Linked DNA regions of Ovis aries: region 2 is linked to region 1. A link is a contact called in public Hi-C data. All regions are on one chromosome and are shown on one strand. The core of a region is the stretch at or near the end of the contact, and the rest is flanking DNA. Distances in the headings are between cores, read along the strand shown.

Region 1 (6,464 bases), core at 2,321-4,820:
GTGAACTCCGGGAGTTGGTGATAGACAGGGAGGACTGGCGTGCTGCAATTCATGGGGTCACAAAGAGTCAGACACGACTGAGCAACTGAACTGAACTGAAGCATATTTTGTCTATTACAAGAAAAAGATAGTTTTTTTAATGTCTTTAAAATAATTTTGCTTATGAAGTTGAAAGTCCTAAATTCTAATTTTAGCTGTCCCTGTTACTAGTTCTATGATAATGAGGAGCTATTAACTTCTTCATATTTCAAAAAATTATTACATAAGGTCTATAAAGATCTTTATATAACACATGATTCCCTTTAACATAACTATGTACATACTTATGTATTAAATACAAAAAATTGCTCTCTACAAATGTGATTAGAATCATGTGTAGTATACAGCTCTTACAAACGTGAGTCATTTCTTTAGCACTTGGTTATTTGCTTCCTTGTAATCATTCCCTAATTGTTTCATGTGCTTTATGTCCAAACTTGATTCCATACTTGTGTAAAGCTGCCTGCATCATTTACACCTTATGGAATTTTCTACTTTGCCTGAGTTGATTAATTAACTGAATCAACTGCTTTAGCCCATTCTTAACCAAATAGCCTCCTTTAACCTTGACCTTCAACCTCATCAATCTCTTCTCCCCCTTTTGGAAGCTTTCCTAGATCTTCTGAAAGAGTGTTGGTAGGTTTTCTAACATATGATCCTCTATGAAGAGAAATCTTAAATGTGGATTTATCTATAATCTGAAGATGGTCTCAGTATGGATAGAACATGTAAGCAATGATGACAGATCCCCAGAAAGCTAAGAGATGATGAAATCAAATATATACAGAGAAAGACTCTGCCAAATGAAAAAAGGAGAAATTTTTAAGATCCAGAATCTGTGTTCACCTCTGTCTAGGGTGGAAATTTTCCAAACTGTTGTCTTGAATGTTTGGTTAATGGGCCTGTATGAATACTTATATATCATAAATATATATCTATATATGTATATATCATGTTCCCAAGCCTTAAGAATCATAAAATTAACAAACCTACTCTGATCTGATTTTGTCCATGACAAGAGACTTATCTAAGCTTTCAAAGCCGTTTCCATATAGAGTGAATTTTCTGGTCAAACTAACATAAAACATCAGGTCTGCACAATTGTTATATTTCTGGTTGTAAAAACTAGCATGGTGGCTTCTACAGCAATTTCTTGCAAGTTCATATAGCATAATATTGGCCTTCTCAAGCCCTTTCGGCTCCGGATCACTCAATGGGAAATTCTCAGAAAACAATGGATTAGAAGCTATCATAACGATTTTATTAAAATTACATCACCCTTTGGGGCCCTGGCTGGGAGATGGTCAGTCAACATCCTTTCCAGAGTTCTCCCTCGGTCCCCTGTCTCAAAGCAGTTATAATGGGATGGATTTACATGATTCAAATTATAGCAGGGTCTGTGAACTGAATTTTAAAACTATTTGCTTAAATAGTCTGAGGAGTTAACGTAGCTGCTGTAGACACAGAGACATGAAATACATTTAGTGTGGAAGATAAAGGGAAATGAAAGAAGCTTGTTGCTCTGTAAACCAGAAAAAGATTAAGGTCTAAAGTTTCTCAGACTTAAATGTGCTCTTGAGTCATGAGGGGATCTTGTAAAAACTCAGACCCTGATTCAAAACAGGCTGGGATGAAACTGAAATGCGGTGTTTCTAACAAGCATCCAGGTGATGGCAGTGCTACAAACAAGGACCAGAATTGGAGGAGGAAAACCAGAGAATTTAAGCTATAGATAGCAGTGTTCAGATGTAATATAAACACAGGGGCTTTATCTTTTTCAATGACTCTGCTAGAGAACACCAAAATAATATCACAGTTAAGTGATAGAATACATTTTGTGTACGTTTTTAGTTTTTACTAGAAATTTTATTTACAAGAGATTAGTTTTCTTTTGTATCCATTCTTATTAGGGCCCAAGAGTGGGAGTGAAGTGGTTTATGGTCTCTGAAGGTTTAGGTGCCTCAGCAGTGGGCGTTGCTCAGCTGCCTCCAAACACACACAGCGCAGGAGCAGGGCTAGCAGCCACTTTAGCATTTCCTCTAAATCTCCAGAGATCTAACAGCAATGGCAAGGGACTCTCACAAGCTTCTCAAATCATTCCATGCACTTTCCTAGCACTTTCTGCAAATTCACCACAACATCAACAGTCAGGCCCTGATGGAACAAAGCAACTTCATTCAAAACTTGCTATGTGTCCTAAACAGTGCATTTTTTTAAATGGCTAAAGGAACCATGGCTTTCGGGATATGCAGCCTTCAATTCCCTTTCCATATTTGCTCCTAAAATTTTCAACAAAGTTAGGCTTCCCATAGAAGGTGGCAGCCACAGAAAAAAATGAAGACAAAAGATGAAACTAGATGACACACCCAAGTAGAAAGGTGGGGGCAGGGGGTTATGGGGAGCAGTGTTTTGTATACAAATATCTTCCCTGGTAGCTCAGTTGGTTAAGAATCTGCCTGCAATGAGGAGACCACCAGCAATGCTCAAGACTTGGCTTTGATCCCTGGGTTAGGAAGATCCCCTGGAGAAGGAAGTGGCAACCCACTCCAGTATTCTTGCCTGAAAAATTCCATGGACAGAGGAGCCTGGTGGGCTACAGTCCATGGGGTCACAAGAGTCAGGCATGACTTAGCAACTAAATCACCACCACCACCACCATCTTATTTAATTGCTAAAAGTCCTGTGTTATTATAGAGTTAAGTTTTTCCCCATCTAGAGTTTGCAGCCCATTGGTGAACCTTGAAATCATTTTGAAATCAAAAGCAGGCTGTTTTAAAAACACAATAGACCAGGATGTGCTGCAGTTCAAAGGGGAAACCTCATTTAATAAAACTTCTCGGTTACACCTGTCTGTGTATGTACTGAGTTATACCATAAAGTGTATTTCTTACTATGCACCATAACCAAAAATTTGAAAACTCACTGAACTACAGTTTGTTTTATGATAGAGGAGGGTTTTTTAAAGACGTCATTGTTTTTCATCTGTTTATTTTTACTATATTCACCTGGCTCTGCCTTAGCTGGATGAGGTCGGAGCAAGTAGCCTTTTCGGATATTTCACTGCCTTTTCCACTATAAATTCCTTGAAGTTACAGTATGCTTAAGCCATATGACTTTATATACATATAAATATCAAATTCCTACTGATTAGGTGACATACTAATAGACCAATTTAATTGCCACTCTGAGTTACTAGGTATTATACACCCAATCTGCCACATTCAGCCAACTGCTGGAAGCACTTTACAGCTTTTAAGATACAAGGGCACCATCTTCTGGTGAAATATTTTCTTTGTTGGGCAGATATGAAAGAGCTACCCAAAATGTCATTTTTCGAGCAAAAATTACAACTGACATACTATATACATTGATATTTTTAGAGCTTTGTACTTCATTTAGGAATTGGCTCCATCTCTGAAAAGGAGCTTTCTATTCCCCAGCACTGACAGGAGCTAGTCTGTCCTTCCTGACTTTCCGTTAAGCGGAGCTGGTTTCAAGTTTCAGCTCCTCCTTGAATTCCAGCTTGCTGAGACTTTCCTCTAGAATCATCCAAAATGGAGCCTCTCACAGCCTACCCTTTGAGATGTTCAGGGCCCAAAGCAAAGGCATTTGCAGTCTTGCTGTCTATGATTCTGTGCACAGTAATGCTATTCCTCCTACAACTCAAATTCCTAAAACCTAAAATCAACAGCTTTTATACTTTTGAAGTGAAAGATGCAAATGGAAGAGCGGTTTCTCTGGAAAAGTTTAAAGGCAAAGTAAGTTGCACCTTCTGATTTTTCTATTGTTTGCCCATGTTCTCTGCTTATTGTCGTAACAGTCTATTTTTTACTGTTATATGTTCATGTTATAATTTAGTCCTCAGAGAAATTAGTATATCACTTTAGCCATCAGTGCTCTCATAGTTTCTATGCTAATTGATAACTGATTATCTTAACTATTTGCTTTAAGATGTTTTAAGTGTTGGATTAATACTTTAAATCATTTAGGAAATTCTAACAGTAATGTGATTATGGAGTATGCCATATAATGTGAATATGAAAGTATTAACTCCACAATCTAACAGCATTAAAAAGCACTCTATCAATAATCATATTTTATCTTTTATTTAAAAAAAAACTTTCATGAGTACCTAGGGCTTTATTAATGGTTGTGATCTTTCAGAGTTTTAACTCAGGCATTCGGGTTATGGTTTTCAGTAGAACTGGGGACATCTACTGTATCGAATAAATTTCATAAAAATATGAAATAATCATCTATCAAAGGCTGTATTCCTCCAAAATGGTTTAGGGTTTTAACTACTTGCAGAATTTTTTTTAATATTTTATTTGCTTCACTTTCCGGTTGGATTTTTTTCTTTTTCCGGGAGGTTGCACTAGTTGTAAACGTGGCTAGTGACTGCCAACTCACAGACAGAAATTACTTAGCACTGCAGGAACTGCACAAAGAGTTTGGACCATTCCACTTCAGCGTCTTGGCTTTTCCATGCAATCAGTTTGGAGAATCGGAGCCCCGCCCGAGCAAGGAAGTAGTATCTTTTGCAAGAAATAACTTCGGAGTAACATTCCCCATCTTCCACAAGATTAAGATTCTAGGATCCGAAGCAGAACCTGCATTTAGATTTCTTGTTGGTAAATATCTACCTTGCCTCACCAATGTAATGTTTTTAGTTGCTTTCATTTTTAAAACAAATGCACCAGGACCATACTTTCCTATTTCGTTTTAAATGTTTTAGTGGGAAAGTTTTATAAAACTATCAAAGAACTAGATTCTCATCCTCTGTAACTTTCTAGAAGTTATGTTTTCCTAAAATCAATGTTTTAACTTCTTGGATGGCAAAATAAATCTACTACAGTGTATTTTCCTTATTATTTTCCAAAAGAATGTACTTTAAGCTGGCTACACATCTCTTATCAATATTGCTGAGCATTACTAGTTAAACTAATCTTTCTGGTTAATTTTATGTTGCCTTATCTGAGATATTATCCTCACGGGTGAACATCTCAGTTTGCCAAGGTGGTTTTTGGTAAAATTCAAAATAACACATCTTGATTTTTTTTGGAGGAGGGTAGTGTTAGGCTACCTCTGTAATTAAGCTAATTATGGAAGTCTATTTAAAGACTTTTTTCAGCATAAAGGGAGTGCAGTATTGTGACTAAGGGCTAAGCTTTAGCCCCAGCATACCTGGGTTGAAATCCCTGCTCTGTTACCTTTGCTGTGTGACTCCAAGCACATAACTTAACTTCTGTCTATTTGCTCGTTTGTAAAATGACATCAATAGTATCTACCCCTTAAGATTGTTTGGAGGTTTAAGTTGTTAATAGTAAAAATAAAGTACTTACTTACAGAGCTTCCACTGTGCCAGACCCTATTCTAAAGGACATTCAGCTCACGTCCTCTCATCTAACTTAGGTGGATGATTGCCTCAGTCATTTCCACTGCAGGTAATTTGAATTTTGCTAAAACCATGACCTTAGCCAGGCAATCAGTCTTCCAATCCAACAAACTGGCTAATGATATTCTATAATATTTAAGTATGAAAGCAGAATCTTCCAAAAACACTGTATTCAAATTTCTAGGGACAGTCAGCATAATGCCTAACACCATCAATAACAACAAAAGTGAGGTCTTTATTCCTTTTATTTCCAGTATACACTGAGGTGAAGAAAAGCCACAGTATGTGCCCGTGTAGTCATCTCTCAGTTATAAGAGCCAAATACTTGAGCACAGTAGCTCCTAGGTTCTTCCCCTTTGTCACTAAAAAAGAAACTCCACTTACCCTGTGTAATCAAAAAGGTAACAATGATTTAAGGTTTCACTAAAGTTAGATGAAGCTCCAAAGACAAAGACTATGAAATGATGGCTAAATGAAAATTAGATCTTTTTAAATTGGCCAAAATAGATAGTAACTGATCATGTGATCACAAACAAGATGGCTCTGTACAGGTGCGCAGGTTGTTCACTGAACAGGAATAAGGGGTCACATGGGAGCTGAAACCCAGGCAAATGAAACATATGTGCCTAGGGACTGTTCCCACCTAGAAGGGTGTCTTTTTCTAATTCACACAAAGATACTGCCTAGAGAGAGCCCTGCTCTGATGAGTGTTATCTTTTAAAATACATTTTCCATTATAGAAAATGTCTATTTTTCAGAATGATTTTAAGAAGACTTTAACCAATAATATGATGCTCCTACCAAGTCAATGATGTTTGAGCTAGTCAGCAATACTCCTAATAATGAAATAATCAGTGTAAGTGCTTGGCACAGTATGCAAAGTATAGCACACAGAAGTAAACATTAGGCTACTTTTTATTTTTTTTAACCTATGTTCCCTTATTGGTTCTTTCCCCAGCATAAACAAAGGATCCCCCACCTTTAAAAACTCTAAGCAGTACGTTCCTTCTACCTACCTCATCACTAACAT
Region 2 (6,464 bases), core at 1,271-3,770, 630 kb before region 1:
AATGTTTGGAGCCATTTAGTATTCCCTAGTGACTTGTTTTTAGAAAAGCATAATGAGATGGAAATAGTTGATGGTTATAATGATGATTCTGTAAATTGAGTTAATTGAAGTTCTGTAAATTGAAGTAATATGCTTCATTTTCTAGAGAAATCTCTTTACAATGTACTACTATATCTACTTCCTTGAGTGAACATTTATAAGATTTAATACTTGAGTATATTTTCTAGCTATCCACGGCCTTTAAGGGGTGGGGTCTTTCCTGCTATTAGGGTGCCATGGGGCTAGGAACCATGTCCCTGTCGTTCATGACCGCTAAACATTTGCTCCTGCACTGGTTCTGCAAACAACCTCTGGAATCCAGCAGTTCCCCAGCCATGACTCTACAGAGAAGTCCAACCTATCTATAAATCCCCTCAAATTTCAGCAACATTCACACCTGAAACAGATTTTCAGTCTCCCTCCCTATTTGAAATCCCAAAGCATCACAAGTTTCATGCTACTTAAATAACTCTTTAAGGTTAACTACCAGATGAATAGTAAAGGTGAAACAGAATAGATTTATCTTAAATATTTCAGATTAGCTTCTCAGGAGCTAATAAGCAAAATAAATTGTAATCTTGATGTTTCATAGATGTTGATGTCATGATTCTGACCACATCAATTGCTGACATCAAAATTGAGTGACCTCTGTTACTTGCTGTGAGAACTGTCCTAACCCAGAATTTTCAGCTACAAGTGGTGTAATTCAGAAGTTGCTTACTGAACTGAATTAAGGGTTTGTATTAGGGATAAATACTGTGGGAGTAACTCTGGTATACTGGGTTGGTGGTTTTGTGCAGGAAGCTTAGAATTCCACAGCTCTTATAATGATTGTATACTCTTCTGGCTTGTTTCCCAGATTTGCTTGAAAAGGGTCAGAAGACAGGATGAAATTAATGACATATGAATGCTAACACCCAATTAGAGGTGTCTTCAAAGGAATAATTAGGCTAGACTTAATAAGAGGAGATTCTGAGAAGAAAAAGCTTTAGGCAAATTATACTCTGAAAGAAAAGAAAATGTGAAATAAGGCAACTCTAGGAGATTGGCATTGATTTAAACTTCAGGAAGTGATTTTATCTACTTATCTTAAAAATAATATAAACATAGTGAGACGAATGGAGAGGGGTGGTCACTGAGTCCAGACTAGGAGCAGGGGTCTGAACACTGGTACCCTTCCTCCAGCACATATCCGGAGACTGTAATTTTAGGACCCCTATTCTCTTTATAATGGAGAAGGAAATGGCAACCCACTCCAGTATTCTTGCCTGGAGAATCCCATCGACAGAGGAGGCTGGTGGGCTACAGTCCATGGGGTCGCTAAGAGTCGGACACGACTGAAGCAGTTTAGCATCCTGGTGGCTCAGGTGCTAAAGTGTCTGCCTGCAGTGAGGGAGACCTGAGTTCAATCCCTGGGTCAGGAAGATCCTCTGGAGAAGGAAATGGCCACCCACTCCAGTATTCTTGCCTAGAAAATTCCATGGATGGAGGAGCCTGGTGGGCTACAGTCCATGGGGTCACAAAGAGTCGGACAGAACTGAGTGACTTCACTTTCTTCTTTCTTTTCTTTCTTTCTTATGAAGGAGGACAAGGTTTTTGCTTTTCAAAATAACAACGGCAGCAGCAACAGCGGCAGCAAACACTTAAACTGTGCTTCCCACCTATAATGCTAACTCTCTGTTTCATTTTCCTCCTCTGTCTGCACGATTATCAAATCCCCACAAATCCCGGAGTGCAAAAAGTGACTTGCTCAAGGTCATACAGGCAGGGATTATCAGAAGACAGATCGACCCCAGTAGCCTGGGGCGGAAGCGTAAACTTTCATTCAAGCGTTTTAGGGAAGGGACACAGACAAAATGCAAGCTTTCTCAGCACATTCATTTTAGTGTAAACTCTCCAATGCCTCCCTCCGCCACACCACCTTTAGCCTCTTAATTGGTGAAACGCAACGCCTTCCTTACTTTGCTCTTGTCACGCTCCTCTCTTTTTTGACCAAAAACCTACAGTGGGTAGATGTTAGGGAGCTCCTCCGTCAGTTTACAGCGCCCCTCCCGGCATTCCGTCTTTCTTAGCGCAATAGCTAACCTTCACTGAAAACCCTTCAACAGACGCGTGGGTTTATGTCATTGTACGAGTATTCACTGAGCACTCAGAGCGGGAACGTTAATCAGCAATGAAAATATTAACTTACTTTCTAGGATACTTTTTTTTTTTTCAACTTAAAAGCCTAAAAAAGAAAAATCTCAGTTCACTTCTGAATAGAAACCTTCACCCTCAAGCTCTCACCCCTGGGCCTCACTGAACGGCACTGGCCACAAGGGGGCAGTGGCGGCCACGGAGTCGAACCTGGGGTCGTGCGCGGCGGCTCGGCCATCGCTTGCTCTCGCCTGGAGCGCGGCTCTCGGCCGTGGATTAGCGCAGCTGGGGACGTGGGAGGCCCCGGGCCCCGCCCCCGACCGGCGGCGGCGGCCCAGCGCGGCAGTCTGCGCTGCTAGCGGAGCGGCGCGGAGGGCGCGACCGGCGGGTGGGGGCTCAGGAGCGTGTACTGCCTTCGGGGCTCCTTTCCGCGCGCCACGGCGCGGGCACCACCGCAGGCCCCTCGGGCGGGCGCCAGGCTCAGGGCGCCGGGGGTCAGGGGGCAGCCCGCCGGGGTGCCGGGACCATGGCGCTGCGCGCCCGGGCGCTCTACGACTTCAGGTCGGAGAACCCGGGCGAGATCTCGCTGCGGGAGCACGAGGTGCTGAGCCTGTGCAGCGAACAGGACATCGAAGGCTGGCTCGAGGGGATCAACAGCCGCGGAGACCGCGGCCTCTTCCCGGCCTCTTACGTGCAGGTGATCCGCGCCCCCGAGCCCAGCCCGGCTGGCGACGGCGGCCCGGGCGCCCCGGCCCGCTACGCCAACGTGCCACCCGGCGGCTTCGAGCCCCTGCCTGCCGCGCCGCCCACCTCCTTCAAGCCGCCACCCGACGCCTTCCAGCCGCTGCTGCAACCGCAACAGGCGCCGCCGGCGAGCACCTTCCAGCCGCCGGGCGCGGGCTTCTCGTACGGCGGGAGCGCCCTGCAGCCGTCGCCGCAGCAGCTCTACGGCGGCGGCGGCTACCAGGCCAGCCAGGGTAGCGACGATGACTGGGACGATGAGTGGGACGACAGCTCCACCGTGGCTGACGAGCCGGGCGCGCTGGGGAGCGGCGCTTACCCAGACCTCGACGGCTCGTCGTCTGGGGGCGTCGGCGCTGCTGGCCGCTACCGCCTGTCCACGCGCTCCGACTTGTCGCTGGGCTCCCGCGGCGGCTCTGCGCCCCCGCAGCACCACCCGTCGGGGGCCAAGAGCTCGGCCACCGTGAGCCGTAACCTCAACCGCTTCTCCACCTTCGTCAAGTCGGGCGGGGAGGCCTTCGTGCTGGGTGAGGCGTCGGGCTTCGTGAAGGATGGGGACAAGCTGTGCGTGGTGCTGGGCCCCTATGGCCCCGAGTGGCAGGAGAACCCCTATCCCTTCCAGTGCACCATCGACGACCCCACCAAGCAGACCAAGTTCAAGGGCATGAAGAGCTACATCTCGTACAAGCTGGTGCCTACGCACACGCAGGTACCGGTGCACCGGCGCTACAAGCACTTCGACTGGCTGTACGCGCGTCTGGCTGAGAAGTTCCCCGTCATCTCGGTGCCCCACCTGCCCGAGAAGCAGGCCACCGGCCGCTTCGAGGAGGACTTCATCTCCAAGCGCAGAAAGGGCCTCATCTGGTGGATGAACCACATGGCCAGCCACCCGGTGCTGGCACAGTGCGACGTCTTCCAGCACTTCCTGACCTGCCCCAGCAGCACCGACGAGAAGGCCTGGAAGCAGGGCAAGAGAAAGGCCGAGAAGGATGAGATGGTGGGCGCCAACTTCTTCCTGACCCTGAGCACGCCCCCCGCCGCCGCCCTCGACCTGCAGGAGGTGGAGAGCAAGATCGAAGGCTTCAAGAGCTTCACCAAGAAGATGGACGACAGCGCGCTGCAGCTCAACCACACAGCCAACGAGTTCGCGCGCAAGCAGGTGACCGGCTTCAAGAAGGAGTACCAGAGGGTGGGGCAGTCCTTCCGCGGCCTCAGCCAGGCCTTTGAGCTGGACCAGCAGGCCTTCTCGGCCGGCCTGAACCAGGCCATCGCCTTCACCGGAGATGCCTACGACGCCATCGGCGAGCTCTTCGCCGAGCAGCCCAGGCAAGACCTGGACCCGGTAATGGACCTGTTGGCGTTGTATCAGGGCCACCTGGCCAACTTCCCTGACATCATCCACGTCCAGAAAGGTAAAGCCTGGCCTTAAGAGCGTACGGTGTGGGATGTGTTGTTCAGGCTGAGAGGGTCACTTTGACAGAAGTCCCATTGTCTGTTTCAGATTAATATCCCACAGGTCGGGATCCCGGCAGGGATGTGGGCAGCCAGGCGGTGCCCCAAGGGTAGGGCGGATGGTGGGCTGGTAGCTTCCTCCTTAAAAGTATTTCCAGACAGGCTGCGGGTACACTCTTCAGAGGAGGTTGGGAGAGCACTTTTGGCAACAGTGCTGTCATTTTAGAGTTTGAATAGCTGGGTAATGAGCTTCTGGGATCGATCATCTTGTGTCTAGGGTAGAATGAGAAGGGGACCCAAGCCATGTTAGGCATCCATTTGAACACTGGCAGTGTCACTTAGCCGTGGGTTTTGGGAAGTGTGGAAATCAGGGGCAAGAGTGGATATCTGCAGAAAGGTAGGTCCTGCTTTTGCCCCTCTGCTCATCTCAGCCCCTGCATTGGTAGGGAAATTAGGGTCAGTTCTCTGTAGGTACTACTTAAATGGGGCGGCATAGAAATTTCCTGCAGTCTTCTTGCTTGCAGCCTTTGTAAAATAAGGTAAAAGACTCGGCCAAATTTCAGGAAGTTTTAAGAAAATTACTCTCTTTAAGCTTGGTCATTTTCAATTTGGTGTCTACTAACTGACTGAAATTAAGAGTATTATTTAGGAAAATGGTGTAGGGAAGCTATGCAGAATGTAGAGGATCTGAGTATTGTGTTTGAGAGCAGTGTTTCTGGTATCTCAGCGAGTTAGCTGCCCAACTGTCAGAGCTTGTTTTATTTAGTCGTGGTTAGTGTCCCTAAAGACTGAAGTTTGCAGATTGTTTTCTTAGAAAATAAGTTAGGGCAGAATTAGAGCAGTAATTCCTGCCTTAACGTTACTCGCTGGCTTGCATTCTGATAGCCTGCCTGGAGAGGGGTTGGAGTGGGGAGGCAGCCTTGCTGAGAGGTTTTCGGTTCAGTGTGGGGGAGGGGAAGAGGACGTCACTAACCACCTTCCTGAGGGGGTGGAAACCTCCTGGCCTTGGGTAATGAGTCGCTGGCTGCCCTTTCAGGTGGGACAACCCATTTACAAACAGCCCAGATCTTTAACCTGTTCTTCCTGGTATTAAACTAAAGTTTGTCTCTCTTGATTCTCTTTCTTTTGCCTGGAAACACACACAGTAAGTTTCTTCCTCGTCATGTCAGCCCATCAGACCCTTTGGGACAGCAGCTTCCTTCCTCTCTGCTGCACTCCTGCCTCTTCCGAATAGGTGACAGGCTTCTAACTCCCCAGAGCGGGGTCCTGCAAACATGCTGATGCTGGTATAGTCCCTGCTAAAATGCACTGCCCCAAACATCTGCAATACTAGTTTCAGTGGAGAACAGTAACTTTTTTGACAATTTACTGTAAGTGCAGTATAAGGTTAAATTAGCTGTTTGGGCAGTCGTATCACTATTGACCTGCATTGAACCTGCATCTTTGTTCCCTGTGACCCCCCCCTTTTTTGCATAAATTGCTATGAATTCTTGATATTTTAGTCGGTGCTGGTGCAACTGACTCTTTGAGCCTTTAATGCAGGATCTAACATTTAAATTCCACTGTGTTACATCATTCTGGATCCAGTGCTGGGTGCCTTTTTACATGTTTCTGTGAGTTTATGCAGATTGTTGGTAAACAGTTGAAAGGGTCGAGCCAGGTGCAGACTCCTGCAGTCACACACAGGTGGCTGGCTACTACGGGGCAGCATCAGTTCATTCAGTGGCTTTCCTGTCTTCAGACCACACACTCAGCCTTGTTGAGTGGCTCTGCTGTCGAAGTGAGTAGAAAATACTTGATGTTTGCCATAAAGTCTATTTTGAGTTTATATGTAGTCTGTTAATTTAACACTAGAACTAAAATCGTCTCCTATTGGGATTTGAGAAACTTCCTTCATTAAAACCAGGACCATTTTTATGTTGTTTAAATAATTCAAGGGCCCTAAACATAATCTTCAGGAACTTCAGAAAGAACATCTGTTGATATTCAACATGGTTTGTCTCTGCTGTAGCCTTGGTGTGTGATGTACAGTGAGCCTGTGTCCCTGGATAACATGTCTTTAGAATGTGCTGCCATTTAGAGCTGTAGTGTGCAAT

Evidence for each region. Hi-C and Micro-C count contacts between places; a contact is called where the count stands out from the background.
Region 2: a contact with region 1 is called in a Hi-C map of muscle, with 9 times the contacts expected there. The contact joins the promoter of SNX18 here to the promoter of GPX8 in region 1. A contact is called at or near these places in 2 of 16 Hi-C or Micro-C datasets (muscle and skin fibroblasts).

What each region holds. Positions count from the first base shown.
Region 1 is chr16:24,145,227-24,151,690 of ARS-UI_Ramb_v3.0, reverse strand. It overlaps GPX8 (glutathione peroxidase 8 (putative)), which reads left to right and starts at 3,570. Exons shown (of 2, transcript XM_015101298.3): 1 at 3,570-3,797. The coding sequence starts at 3,594. All of the region lies in intron 2 of CDC20B (cell division cycle 20B), which reads right to left.
Region 2 is chr16:24,774,333-24,780,796 of ARS-UI_Ramb_v3.0, reverse strand. It overlaps SNX18 (sorting nexin 18), which reads left to right and starts at 2,520. Exons shown (of 2, transcript XM_004023198.5): 1 at 2,520-4,328. The coding sequence starts at 2,702.